Linked DNA regions of Rattus norvegicus: all the other regions are linked to region 1. The links are chromatin contacts, called in public Hi-C maps. All regions are on one chromosome and are shown on one strand. Each heading gives the region's core, a stretch centred on a gene start, on an enhancer-like site or on the middle of the called end of the contact. The rest is flanking DNA. Distances are from core to core; before and after follow the strand shown. Region 1 holds the start of Crim1 (cysteine rich transmembrane BMP regulator 1). Region 2 has its middle 34 kb from the start of Fez2. Region 3 holds the start of Fez2 (fasciculation and elongation protein zeta 2). Region 4 overlaps Fez2 (fasciculation and elongation protein zeta 2).

Region 1 (3,415 bases), core at 646-3,145:
TTTGAACAGAAGTTCAGATAACCTCTGCAGGGGTGGAAGAGATGTTTTAACGAGGTCCAGTGATGACAGCTTGTTGGCAAATTCCACGGTGAAGTTCTGGTTCCTCGTTGGGCACCAAGACACTAACGTTTATTATGTGTTCTAATATTTGGTTTTGCTAAAGGAAAACCTAGCAAGTTGTAAATGACTTCACCTTGTACTTTTACAGGGCTACAGGGTATGAGGACCTTTTAGAGAGGACCATGGAAAATGTGCCACAAATGCCTGGAGAATAGTCACCTCAATGACAGCTTTTAAGCCCCAAGAAAATGGGGTGTTCTCCCCCTTTGCAGTGTTGACGTTTCCCTATGCTACCCCCATCTTCAACAACCAGTCTAATTAATGAAACATTTCCTCTCTTCAGTATAAATGTCTTTAGTTTTCTGATGCCATTGGTAGGGGAATGGCACACTGGTGACTTTGGCTTTTTCTGTTGATGATAAACCAAAATATTCAGCAGAAGTACACATCTGTCTGACACGGGCAAGATCCCAAAGGCACCTTTGTGTCCTTTCTCCTCACGCTGGTGCCATTCACTTTTGTTCATTAGTCATGATGCCCCTGATCTAACTGGCTGCCACCTATCTGCAGCAAGACCATGTCAGGCAGCCAAGCCCACATCACACCTGCCCCAACACTAGGCTGGTATTCACATATGATCCTAGTCACTTTTTTATTTTTTGGCTGTTATTGTGTAAGGGGGCACGGAGGAAACAAGGAAAGGACCACTGGTTCTCTCCTGATGAGCGATCAGAGCTGTCACTGGGAGAATCTCCTCTGAAATCTACTAAAGAGAAATCCTCCACACGTGTACAGTTCCTCTTCAGTTGTTTCTTGGCTTATAACAAAGAATATTTTACTACCCGCCTTCCTTATTAATACATTCGTGATAAATGTTTTAGAGAAGAATAATGGGAGGAGGGAAAGCACCCTCCTCTTTAGCTCGCGAGCCTGAAAAAAAAAATAAATAAAACTGTCAGGTGGCATGTAAGGGTGCCTAGGCGCTTCCAGCCTAGCGTCATGTCAAGACTTGTAATCCACTATTGAGCCTTTACTCCAGAGAGGATTAAGCTCTGTTACTTTCCAGTCACCCCTCCCATGATACAGCACCTCCACACAGACATACAGAAGGTGGATCGTTAAAATTCAATTCAAGCTGCAGCCCTTCCCAACATTGTCCCGGCTCAGAATGTTTACCTAGACCATTTAAAGCACTCAATCCCACCAGCAGTTTCGCTGGAGAAGTCTCCAGGTTCCCAAGACTCCATTACATAATATCTTTTACAAAGTCTATTCCCAGCTCCAGTGGAAGATGGATTCTCGTCCAGTTTGCGGAAATTCCACGCGTTCGCTTCCCTTTCCTGGGCTTCGATCCGGCCAGTGCCCAGCCTAGGCTGCAGCAACAGCTCTCGCTAGGATCCCCGCCACTCTCTCAACTCAAAACTACCACCCCGAGGTGCAGCCGTCCCGCCCCCGGTGCTCCAAAGCTAGCCCTGGTGGCCCGGTGTCGGCGGGGGATCGCGTCGCTACGACTGTCTCGGATCCCCGGCCGCAGCGCGCTCGCGGGGCTGGGGCCCGAGCCCGGATGATCGGCAGCAGGGCCGGCTTGGTATGCTGGGCTGCGGAGGAAGGAGAGGGGGAGGAGGAGGAGGCGTGGAGGGAGGAAGGGCCGGGGCAGCCCCGGAGGGAGGCGAGGGGGAGGGGAGGGGGCTGGCCGGCCCGAGGGTGGGGGGGCAGCCAATGAGCAGCGCGCGGCGCGGGGAGGGCGGGGGGGGGGGGATGAGGTAGGATGGGGGAGGGCGCAGCCGGAGCAGCGGAGGCTCCAGCCATAAACAAGCGCCCGGAGGAGCGGCGCGGGAGAGAGCCGAGCCGGGCGCAAGGAACGGACGCCACGGACCTTCTGCTGAGCCACCGCGCCCACTCGGCGGCTCGGGAGGCGGGGACCGGCCCGGAGGCTGCGCTGCCGTCGTCTTTCCCCGGCGATCAGGAGCAGCGCGGAGGACCAGAAGGAGCCACCAGCCCTGCTTCGGAGCGGTGCGCAGCCACCGCCGCCGCCAGAAGTTTGGGTTGAACCGGAGCTGCCGCGAGGAAACTTTTTTTCCTCTTTTTCCCCTCCCGCCCGGGAGGAAAAGGAGGAGGAGGGGAAGCCACCCGCCACTGCTGCCGCTGGCGCCAACGCTCGTGGGCTCCGGGTCGGCGCGGCCCGCAGGGGCGGCGGGGGCCTCGCCCCGAGAGGGGAGGAGCGCCCCGGGGGCCCCTAGTGGGGCACGAGGACCGCGGGCTGCGGGTGCGGCGGCGGCGCGTGTGCCCCGCGCAGGGGAGGGCGCCCGCCCCGCTCCCGGCCCGGCTGCGAGGAGGAGGCGGCGGCACAGGAGGATGTACTTGGTGGCGGGGGGCAGGGGGCTGGCCGGCTGCGGGCACCTCTCGGTCTCGCTGCTGGGGCTGCTGCTGCTGCTGGCGCGCTCAGGCACCCGGGCGCTGGTCTGCCTGCCCTGTGACGAGTCCAAGTGCGAGGAGCCTCGGAGCTGCCCGGGAAGCATCGTGCAGGGCGTCTGCGGCTGCTGCTACATGTGCGCCCGCCAGAGGAACGAGAGCTGCGGTGGAGCCTATGGGCTCCATGGAGCCTGCGACCGGGGGCTGCGCTGTGTCATCCGCCCCCCGCTCAATGGCGACTCCATCACCGAGTATGAAGTGGGCGTCTGCGAAGGTAAGGCTGCCCTGATGCGCTCCCCCTCCCACCTGGCCGGCACGGAACAAAGTTTGCTTGAGACTTTTCCCAGAGGAGAGGGGGATCCCGGGGAAGAGGGATCGTCGCTGTCCCCGGGAGGGTGCCCTAGATGCCTGCTCAGGGACAGGCGAGGTTGGGCTGCGTGGGTGAGCTCCTCTGAACCCGCATAGACACACACACACACACACACACACACACACACACACACACACACACACAGGTGCGGTGATTCGGGCTTACGCTGGGTGGCTCTTTCTCGCCCCAATCAGGGGTGCCCTGTGCGGGGAAACACTGCGGAGTCTGGCACGCGCGAGACCCTCGGGGAGTCCGCCCCTGCCGCCCTGCCCGCATAGCGCAGTGTGGCACCGAGGGCGTACGCAGTCCGCGCTGCCGGCTTCTGATAGCGGAGTAGACCTGTGCTCTAGCCTGCACTCCCTATATGACTCTTGTTTTTTCTTTGCGCTCTTCCTTCACCTCCTTTTCCTCCTTCGCGTAATAAATCAGTTTCAGCTCGGGAATATGTCAGTCCAGGCGAAGTTACACATGGTGATTACTCATTTATTTGCCTATTGGAAACGGTCAAAGGCTTACTCTTCTGGGTGGCTAAAGGGAGTGGGGTGGGGAGCTGCACCTGGGTTGAAAAGTTAT
Region 2 (3,415 bases), core at 635-3,134, 250 kb after region 1:
TGTGTTCCGATGCCACAAATGCCAGCCATGACGAGCCATCACTGATGTGAATGCAGACTTGCTCTCCCTCCAGTGTGAAAGATCTCTGGGCATTTTCTGATGGTGTCACATTTCAAAAGCCTGGTGCTCAAGTAGGACGACCTCCCCCACCCCATGGTCTCCAATCAGGACACCTATGAGTCCTGACCCAGCTCTGTCACTGGATGTGAGTATCCAAAAGCAGGGCGCTTAATCTCTTGAAACTCTAGCCTGTTCGCCTGGAGAATGATCTCAGCTCATTTGTTAAAAATACAACATTTTTCGGTGCTTTGAGAATTTGACATGTGCTTATATTGTACTTTGATTGTATCCACTTAGGTCTACTCCCCAACCTTCGCCCCTTCCCAACCTTGTTCCCTTTTTTGTTGTCTTTGTGACCCGCCCTATCCTATACTCCCCAGTATGAGACCACTCACTGGAGCTTGGCTGACCCGCCATGAGTCACACCCTTAAGGAAAACTGACTGTCCTTCCCTGAGAAGCCACCAACCGTCAGGTCAGCAGCTCCTCAGCTAGTGGCGAGAGCTCACAGGTTCCTCTCCAATGAAGCTGGAGTGTTGACGAGATTGATCTTGCACAGAAAAGTTTTTCTTTTCCTGTTCATATTATTGAAAGAATTGTATTTCTTAAACCAGCCTTACCAACATAAACACTATATAAAGTTCATGGTTAGCAAAACGCCCTGAACAAAAGCAGCTTAGGGAAGGAAGGGGTCTATGTGGCTTACACTGGCTGACACGGGCTGGTCATATGAGAGCGTGCGCTCGATTCTGATTATTTGCTTCAACAATCATCTTACTACACTGATGTAATTAGGCCCTTCTTCTCCTACTTCCTTTTCCTGTGCACTGGATCCTCAAAAGATCTCTTCCAACAGTTTTATAGCAATCTGAGCCTTTTTTTCCTTTCTTACCCCATAAGAATGTACCCATAAGAACCCAGCATAATAATGTTAAGCGGCAGTTACCGTCTACTGTCTCTTTTGTGTGATCATCATGGAAACTCTAAGCAGCCCAAAGGTGTCGTTTTTATCTGGACTGAAAGGAAACTGATACACTGAGGACTGGGAGGTTTCCTAGAGTCCCACAGCTGCTCAGAACAGAGAGGATCATCTCCTCCAAACTTACAAATGCTCTTCCAGCTCAACTGATAGAAAGTCGGAAGGAGTGGGGTGGAAGGAGGAGGGAAAGGGAAGGAAGGGAGGGGGAAAGGAAGAAAAAATACTAGAAAAGAATAAAAAAAAAAACCTCAGAGAATATGATTATCACCATTCCTTGGAACAAATGTAAGTGTATTCAGACCCATGGAAAGTATATAGCATTGTAATTCATATTATCTGCTTTATTGTTTCAGGGCTGATAGAAACCATTATTCTTGCTTTCATCGTTACAATGTTTCTCTCCGGGTCTATTTAGGAAGCGCAGCCCGGAGGCAGCTGGCCAATCTGTATCCTGAAGTTAGATACTGGATCCTGTGTCAAGGGCCGGGCAGGCAGCATGTGGCTCAAGGTCAGAGCATGCCTAAGACCAGCCCAAAGGCTCAGGGCCCAATAGAGGTAAAAGCTAATTCATAAATTCCGCAGCAATAAATCCTGTCTCAGCTTCTAAATAACCCATTCTATTTTCAAGTGAGGTCAAGTTAGGAAGCTGAATTCAGGACAAGAAAGATCCAATAATATTCTTGGCTGGAAATCCTGCCATTCACCAACAGGTCACATACCTACCAAGCTCTCCAGTTTACCTCAAGTCATGACCATTTTGGGGAAGGTATGATGTGTGTCTAAAGCCTCAGCTTTGCTCCTAAGGCTCTGGTGCCCCCACCAGGAGCTGCGGGCAGTTGATTCTCTATGGAGGTAACTGTTCTGCAAGGGTTGCCTCAGCCTCAGCTCAGCGGCTGCCAAGAGACTTTACATATCTGTTGACAAGCAGGAAGCTGCTAGGTCCCAGACTGAATGTTTCTTCAAGGTTATTTAAGAGTTGCTACAACTCCAGGACTTTGTTTCATGCAAAGAGCTAAAGGACAGGGAGAGCCTTATTCAGTTAGAGAGAGCTAGGAAATAACTGGTACTTAAACATTCTTTCCACTATGACGATCTTCAGTACTTGGACAATAACTGTGTAAGTTTATTTGACTTCAAGAATCTTACCCATGCCCTAAGACCCTTCTATGGAGAAGCACACTTGTACCTCCCCACCACGGACCCCCCTCCCCCCATCCAGCTTCTGAAATACAAGTCTGGTAGACAGCGTCTGCCTCTCATTTAAGACCAGTTTGCCAAAAAGTAAGAGAAGACTATTTATCAGCTAAAATTATGAGGTGTTGCTCTTCCTCTTTGGTTTTCAAAAATAAACATCTACTAATAGACATGCTAATGTAGAAAGGGAGGACCTCCCTGGTCCCCACCCCTAGACAAAGAACTACAGCAACTGCCAAGAAGGGAGAACCCAGCCTCCTCAGGAGTGAGGCCCCTAGTAGGTTATCCTGTACCAAGCAGTCAGCCCTGACATCATCATATACACAGAAGCAGCACTAATGGGTTCAGTAGGGTGTGCATGCATGGATGCTTGTGAGTGAGAGTGTGTGTGTGTGTGTGTGTGTGTGTGTGTGTGTGTGAGAGAGAGAGAGAGAGAGAGAGAGAGAGAGAGAGAGAGATCAAAGAAAAAGAGGCCATGAATTTGGGAGTGGGAAGAACATTAGAGGACTGAGAGGGAAGAAGAGGAAGGGAGGGAGTGATGCAATATATTTTCATTCTAAGAGGGTTACCAACTCTAAAATATAACCTTTTCTATGTTCATTTCTTTCTTAACCACCTCCCGTATGCGGTATAGTGTTCATTTTTGTTTTGTAGAAGTTATGTTGACAACTTTCTCTCCTTGTAAATCCGAAACTCTTTGCCACTTACACAAAGGTTTTGTTTTCCCCTCTTCCCCATCCTGGGCATCGCTGTTTTGCTTTCTAGGAGTCTGAGTATTCACGCAGTGGCCATGGAGGCCAGAGAGGAGTCAGAGCCCATGAAACTGGAGTTACAGATGGTTATGAGCTGTCACGTGGGTGCTGGGGATCAAAGGTGGGTCCTCAGGACCAGCAGCCAGTGCTGCTAGAGGGGTCTCTCTAACTCACGAGGTAATGTCACGAATTTGGGAGGATCGGACCATATAACGCAAGTCTTCCTGGGACTGGATTAGCATAGAGCTGTCATACTTCATCTTGTAGCACGTGGGAGGATCACTAATATTTCACAGTATCTGCAAGCCATGCTTTGTTTATTTGCCTCTTGGCGGGCATTCAGGGTGCATCAACCTCATGGCTATTTTAACACCGAGATGTGAGTATACCAAGTCTCTCAGAAATCCTGATTCATTTATTTTGAGTAAATA
Region 3 (3,415 bases), core at 260-2,759, 220 kb after region 1:
TCCTCTCTCTCTGCTCTCTCTTGATAAAGCTAATTCCTTTAGAAATTAAAACTTTTTAACCACATGAATCTTATCATAGTTCAAGAATTCCTCGCATGGTTTTGGTGCCTAAAAGCGCCTGGCACGAACACCAATGACCCCCGGGGACCCATGTTGTAGAAAAAGAGAGCGAACTGTGCAAGTGGTCCTCTGACTTCCAATGATGTGCTTGATGGGCTTGTATTACCCGTCCACAATCACACAAGTACTCACGCAAAATTATTAAGATGTAATAAAATGTTGTTGTTTTAATTCTCCCCACTAATGTCTAGTGTCTCCCTCCACCTCTGCAATGTTCTGGAAACCCGCTCTACCTATCACCTTCAGAGAGAGCTAGGACCTAAGAGTTTAGGACCTCCTCTCACCCTGCAAACAAAATACTCTAGCTCGCTGGCTCGAACCATTCTTTCTGCTAGCTTCTGATGCAAAACCATGGTACATAATTACAACTCTCATTTAAACAAACAATAACTGGGTTTAAAAGTGTTGGAATAAAGGGCTTTCATCAACCCCTGTGAATGTCCTCACTGAGGGTAATCACGGAGAAGACTGGAGCCATTGCTGCTGTGCACTGGCCTTCTGGGTACACTATGAGATGTCATTAGTAAGAGTTGCCCTTCGCTTTTTGCCTCTGTGACAGTTTGCTCTTGTGGGCCCAACAGACTTCTGGAACTTCAGTAGTACCTCACACCTTTGCACTCTACCTAACTTCCAGATCTCCATTAGGATTCAGTTTGCAGCTTGCTTTCTCTATGAAGTCTTCATTCGGACATCTCCTTTAAAATCTCCCATATCCGGTACAAATGCCTATCAAAGCACTCATTACACGCGCAAACTACGTGTTTAACCAACCTATGTCCCATACCACTTTGTGTCCTACTTGAGAGGAGCCATGGCCACTCCGGCATCCCCAGTGCCAAGCCCAGGAGCTTTAACAGAAGCGAGCTGACTGAATGAACTGACCCACAGTGCCCCAGAAGGCAGGGTCTCCTACAAGGAACCACATAGGGGTCTGCAAGAGGATTCAAGGGAAGGCAGGGCAGCAGCGGGCATTTAAACTCCTGCGGGCCAGGCCAGCAGCCCCGGGGCGGGGCTGGGAGCGGCGGAGGAAGAAGGAGGGCGCGGGGCGGGGCCTGTGCAGACTCCGGGCTGCGGCGGGGGCAGGGCGAGGTGGGGGCCGCTCCCGCCCGCTCCTGGGCCCGCACTCACTCGTCCCCTTGCAAGAGGCTGCGCTCCGTGATGGGCCGCACGGCCGCCCGCGGGGGGTCGGCGTCCGACGTGGGGCGGAAGCACAGGCTCAGCTTCTCCTCCAGGCTGGAAGCCAGCGCCGGGAAGCTGTCGCCGCCCGCGTGTGCCCCCGCTCCAGCCTCCGGGCTCGCGTTACAGTTCTCCTGGTCCCGGACACTCCCGGCCGGCTCCTGGAACTCATAGAAATCCTGCCAGTCCCCGTCTGCCGCCATCGCGCCGGCTGCCAGCGTGCGCCCCGCCCCAGTCAGACGGCCACGCCCTGTCGCTGTCAGGACACGCCCCATTGGTGCCGCCCACTCGAAACCACGCCCCCTCGTCCTCCAGCTCTTGGGCGAGCGACACCCAAGCTGACTTTAATCTTCTGAGTCTTCTGGAGCTGACCACCAGTTCTCAGGGAAAGGAAGACCTTAACTTAGTTGAGTCACTTCCTATGTTCTTGATCATTTGGAAATAACTTCCCTCAGCGTCCCTGTCTAAAAATGGCCAAAAGGAAGACTTCTTTAAACCTACTGTCAGATTTTTGCTCTGTGAGAACATTCCTGACACTCCATCTAGATTGACAAGAATTACTGGAAAATGTTTATATGGTACCGAAATTCATTCCATAAATGCATCTCTCCCACATGCAAAGCACATGCTTGCTGAATAATTATGTGAGCAGATATGCTCAAAGTACTTAGAAAATGCCTCAATAATAAATACTCACGTACTTGCTATATATGGACACTGCCTTTTTACTTACTGTAGCTGGAGCATTAAGACTTAGTGAAAATTAAATTTTGTAAAAGTGTGGCTGAGGCGTGGGAAGCTTTCGTTTCATGGAGCCAGCTTCTCTTTTATTTATTTTTTAATTTTTGCAAGATAAAATGACTTATGAAAGTAGAGAGTAGTGTCGGGTATGAATATGGCTAGGATTATAGTTTCATTACATTCATTGAACTACAAGAAAAATTAAGGAAAGTAGGTAAGTACAGTGCATGCCCAAAAGGGACAAAATCGTTATTTCGTCAAATGTGTCACTTAGGTGGGTAAAACATCTTTAAATAATATATCATAAAATATTTTGGGGTTGGGGATTTAGCTCAGTGGTAGAGCGCTTGCCTAGCAAGCACAAGGCCCTGGGTTCGGTCCCCAGCTCCGGAAAAAAAAAAAAAAAAGAAAATATTTTATATACACATATGATCATGATTTGTATAAAAATTTATTGTGCAACTCTATCCTGTGAGCTTGTTTTACATATAATTAAGTATAAACCGCCTTGCAAACAATACCTGCCCCTCCTCAGGCAAAAGGAAGTGCTGAGTGGCAAAGTGTAAGAAGCCATTCAATAGGAGACCCAGTTCCGCCCACGCTGTGGCATTGTGCCCTTCCACCCACCCTTTCTTTAGATTCTTTTGACTCAGCCTTTCTTAGAAACTATCCAGTTTCAAGTTTCTGTTCCCTTGTCCCTTCTCTCAGTATTTCCTATCAGAAGCCTTGTTCTCCTTCCTGATATTGCCCCATTCTTCCGCTAACTTCTAGCTTCCTACACTGCCACCAATCTGAAAAAAAAGAAACAAAAAAGAAACAAAAACAGAAACAAAAAAAACACTAGCTTCTGGTTTGCACAGTCCCCTGAGGCTCCAGAGGTGGAAGCCGGGCTCCTTGATCACGTGACACAGCCTAATTCGACAAACTGGCTCACTCAAACTTATTTATTTTATACCTATTTTATTTCCTACCAGCTCCCAGAGACCTTTATGAAAATGAACATGTGTGAAGAAAAGTTAGCTTGTATATGTACCAACAATAATTCAGGAAAATTAGGCCATGAATTTGAGGGCGGGGGAGGGGGAAGATTTTTATAAAGTTTTAATTTAAACTAAGTTTTAAAAAGAAAGAAAAGTTAGCTGAGAAAAAATAATTTCAAGCACTTGATTCAAAACTAGAGAAGATAGAAAAACAGCTTCATGGCACTTAAGCCATGTGCCCACATAGACACTGACAATGGAGACATCTCAGTTGCACCGTACAGTATAATTTCTACATATCACATACTGCAGTGAAAACTGTTAAAATGTAAAAATGTACCTTTTAACATGTAAATCACCTAAACATATAATTACTCTGAAAACACAAAACAAAAGAA
Region 4 (3,415 bases), core at 533-3,032, 180 kb after region 1:
CACGAGGAGTCTATGCCTTGGCCCAAATGCCCACCTCCTCCTGAGCCAGGCCAATTGTACGTTATTCTTCTGCCTTGCAGGTTGAGGCAAGTGGAAGAGAGTAAGAGCTAGCATTCCACCATCGCCAAGGGCCTCCCTACCGGCTGCGAATGTCAGCGGGAACTGTCTGCTTTAGTAGCAATTCTCTCCTCCCTTGAGTGATGCACAAAAACTGAAGAATCTCTAGGCGTTTGGTGTTTTTGGTAAACTTCCTACATCTTACAGCGCTCTCATTCAGCCAGGACCTGACCTACAAGAGTGCCTTAGATAGTTTTCAAATAGTGAAAGATAATTCCAAATATATCCACCAATATATCCATTCCCATGTTTGTGACCCTCCCTTGAATTATGCAAAGCTCTAAATACAAACCAAGGTGCCACACACCCGACTCTGCCGTCTCACAGCACGTAACTCTTGATCCCTGATTCTTTACTTGGCTGACAACTGGGCTGGCTCACTGTACAATAGGCCCAACTTCAGATAAAAGAGGGAAAATGCGCTCTCTGCACATTTGACCTGAGAGTCTGTCTCATCTGGAAGGTAACAAGCTCTGGCCACATTGTCCTTAAAGTGAGCTCTTCTTTTCTAAATGTTTAGCAACAGTGTGCCATGTTTCAGGTCAGTTGTTTTCAGGATCATGCAAGCTAGTAAGTCAGTATATTAATATCTATTCCTTAAGGCTGGGCATGGAATCGGGGCCCTGAAACCTGCTGAGGAATGCAATTGTCTGCTGCCCAATCTAAACGCTTTCCCCCAAAGGGAGGCGCTGCTCATTCCTGTCCACACGCAGACAGAATGAGTCTGCACTTCTCCCCGCTCAGCCATGCTCTTACAAATTAGTAAAAGTGCCAGCTTTCAGGGCCCTCACAGAGCAAAGGAACAAGCAGAGGGTGAGGAAAATAAGGATCATGAGCACCTGTTTCTCTCCACCTGAGTTTCCAAAGGTGTGGCGGAGGCCATTCTGAATGACATTTGAGATCCCTTCCATGCTGAAGCGCTAAAGGCGGCAGTACATGACCCAGGAAGAACAGGACAGAGAGAGAAGTTCAGAGACGATTAGTAGAATGTTCCATGATGGCTTTCTGTGCCCAACAGACAAGCAGTTAGAAAATGCCACGGTTACTCATTCTCGTAAAGCAGACAGAATCATGCTCTTCCGTTCCCGTGTGAGCCCAATGCGAAACCGACTGTTTGTCGGCCGCTATACCCACGGAGAGCTTTCCTGCTCTAACTCATAGGCTTGTTCCGACTTGTAAATGTCAGCCCTACCGTTATTTTATTTAAAAGTTTACCACACAATTCTTAAGATACATTTTGATACTGCTTGTCTACATCTTATCGGAAGCCTGAAAACTTAATCCTTCCCAGCTTGCCTGTTCTGAGCTGAGGTCTGTCTCTCCGCCATCAGTCTGGGGAGATGAACCTGACATTTGGCAGATGAACGTGCTGCTTCTCAAACTACCAACCGCTCCCACTCACTCTACGGGCACCTGCCATCGCCTTGCTGCCGAGAATGTGAATTGGAACACGGCATATGCTTCCCGGGGAGCAGAATGGATCCCGCTTCACCAGCCTAGAAAACAACTGCCACTTAGTTCTCCTGACGACGTCTAAGACTCCATAGAGTTCACTCACTACACTCTCTTCCCTTTTGATGACTTATCTTGATTTGTAAGCAGCCCGCAGCCACACGTATCATCGTCGAGAGGCACACTGGCAACTTTAGCAGCTGAATCAAAGGCAGCAGAGATTCTTGGAGCATGACTAACCAAAGGAAAGGCTCCTGAGGAAGCTGCACTCTGAGTCACCGGATGGTACTTTTCCCTGGAATTTCAGGGGGAAAGTTGAACCAGTAAACACTGGTTAGGCTGAAGGAGTAAACTTAAAGGCATCTTCCCGGTCCTCAGGAAGCCACGGAAATGTTCTCTGCTCCCAACAATGTATACGCTGGTCCCAGTGATCTCAAAGTGTGGCCCAGGCACAACCTGAGAGACACTGAAATTCTCCTAGAGGAACAGGACCTCAAACTTACCTTACTATTATTAAGATGTGGCTGGTCTTCCTTCTAAACTACTGCTGTGACTAACCATGCACAGTATTAGGCTTCATACGATTTCTTTCATGCACATCATGTACTTTGGCCATATTCACCACCCCGATTCAGACTACCACAGCGGACACTGTGATATTCCAAAGAGCAGAGGCGGAGCGGAGACTCACGTCCTTCAGCTCCGCCATACATCAACAAGACTGACACAAACAAACACCAATGACATTTTTCTAACCAACCTTCCAAGTTATATTCTATGAAAACTTACCATTTATATAGGAATTAATAATTTAACTTTGATAGTTTGAATGAATTAATCTTTTATTAGTTTTAACCTTTAACACAGTAAATATTGACCAGTTCAATTATGCATGAGTATGCTCTGAGACCCTCAATAAATATTGAGGGTGTAAAGAAATCCTGATTAACAAAGAGGGTTACCCTGAAGGAAGCAGACTACTAGGGTCTGGCCCAGCCGCACCAGGCAACCAAGGCACTGTTGGGAATGAGTCCACCCACACTGGCCTTGTGGGAGTTGTTCTGTATGCCTCTCCTACCCTCCTGCCCCACCTTTTCGAGACCCAGACCCATACACAGTTTTATGTTGGTGAGACTCATGACTTGGCCAACAGACTTCCAGGGTCCCTCACTTTGCTGAGAATATAACTATTACTTTTGATGGAAGAGACTCCTTTTATAAGAGAAATCTAAATAACATAACTCTTTCTGTGGATTCTTCACACACCACCATGTCATAATTTGTTCCTTGTTTATAAAACAGGTTACCCAAAGACATCACAGGTTCCAGAGCCAACAGTAAAGATGATTTTCAAGTAAACGAATCAGCTCATTAGTTAAACTCATGCCCTTGGAAAAGGACAAGAAAGAACGCTTGCTTTCAGTCGGTATCACCTGGCTCCGTCATCTGAGGAAATGAGAAAGCTCGATGCAAACTGGGAAAACCTCAGCTGGATAAAGAAGTCAGAGCTCACACAAGAAAACTATTTGGGAAGGACAGTCCAAATTCATTAGCTTAATTTTCCCAATCAAAAAACTAATTAGAACCACTAAAGATGAAAGAACAAAAACAAGAAAGAAGAATGCACATTCGTAAGATGCATATGCAATTTCGGTTTTCCTTAGGCACACAGACGTGAGCACTGCTGGACTATCTCGACTACAAGAAACTTGGCTGTTTGTGAGAGATGGTGTTCATGTCATCAGAATTCAGAATTCTAGCCTGAGACATAGAAGTGAAAAGGCAACCCCAGGACATCAGAGCAAGCTGGAACACACAAAACCATCTACTGATGCTAGCTGGAGAG

What was found. A called contact is a pair of places that touch in the nucleus more often than the background predicts.
Region 2: a Hi-C map of the A7r5 cell line shows a contact between it and region 1, with 5 times the contacts expected there. The contact joins the enhancer-like site here to the promoter of Crim1 in region 1. A contact is called at or near these places in 12 of 12 Hi-C or Micro-C datasets (the A7r5 cell line, the Rat2 cell line, Schwann cells and 7 more) and 1 of 1 datasets of contacts at active chromatin or transcription factors (oligodendrocytes).
Region 3: a contact with region 1 is called in a Hi-C map of the A7r5 cell line, with 2.1 times the contacts expected there. The contact joins the promoter of Fez2 here to the promoter of Crim1 in region 1. A contact is called at or near these places in 5 of 12 Hi-C or Micro-C datasets (the A7r5 cell line, frontal cortex, hepatocytes and 2 more) and 1 of 1 datasets of contacts at active chromatin or transcription factors (oligodendrocytes).
Region 4: a Hi-C map of the A7r5 cell line shows a contact between it and region 1, with 2.7 times the contacts expected there. The contact joins the enhancer-like site here to the promoter of Crim1 in region 1. A contact is called at or near these places in 2 of 12 Hi-C or Micro-C datasets (the A7r5 cell line and the Rat2 cell line).

The regions. Positions count from the first base shown.
Region 1 is chr6:22,620,896-22,624,310 of GRCr8, reverse strand. Crim1 (cysteine rich transmembrane BMP regulator 1) reads left to right here and starts at 1,895. Exons shown (of 17, transcript NM_001169103.1): 1 at 1,895-2,746. The coding sequence starts at 2,416.
Region 2 is chr6:22,371,215-22,374,629 of GRCr8, reverse strand. No RefSeq gene overlaps it. Among named protein-coding and RNA genes, the nearest start is that of Fez2, 34 kb to the left of the region's middle. Within about 2 kb of position 1,884, at least 5 of the 93 cell types and tissues checked have an H3K27ac peak or open chromatin away from gene starts, as enhancers often do. A contact at or near this core is called in the A7r5 cell line, where this site is marked.
Region 3 is chr6:22,404,891-22,408,305 of GRCr8, reverse strand. Fez2 (fasciculation and elongation protein zeta 2) reads right to left here and starts at 1,509. Exons shown (of 8, transcript NM_001414905.1): 1 at 1,249-1,509. The coding sequence starts at 1,499.
Region 4 is chr6:22,435,983-22,439,397 of GRCr8, reverse strand. All of the region lies in intron 5 of Fez2 (fasciculation and elongation protein zeta 2), which reads right to left. Among named protein-coding and RNA genes, the nearest start is that of Fez2, 31 kb to the right of the region's middle. Within about 2 kb of position 1,782, at least 23 of the 93 cell types and tissues checked have an H3K27ac peak or open chromatin away from gene starts, as enhancers often do. A contact at or near this core is called in the A7r5 cell line, where this site is marked.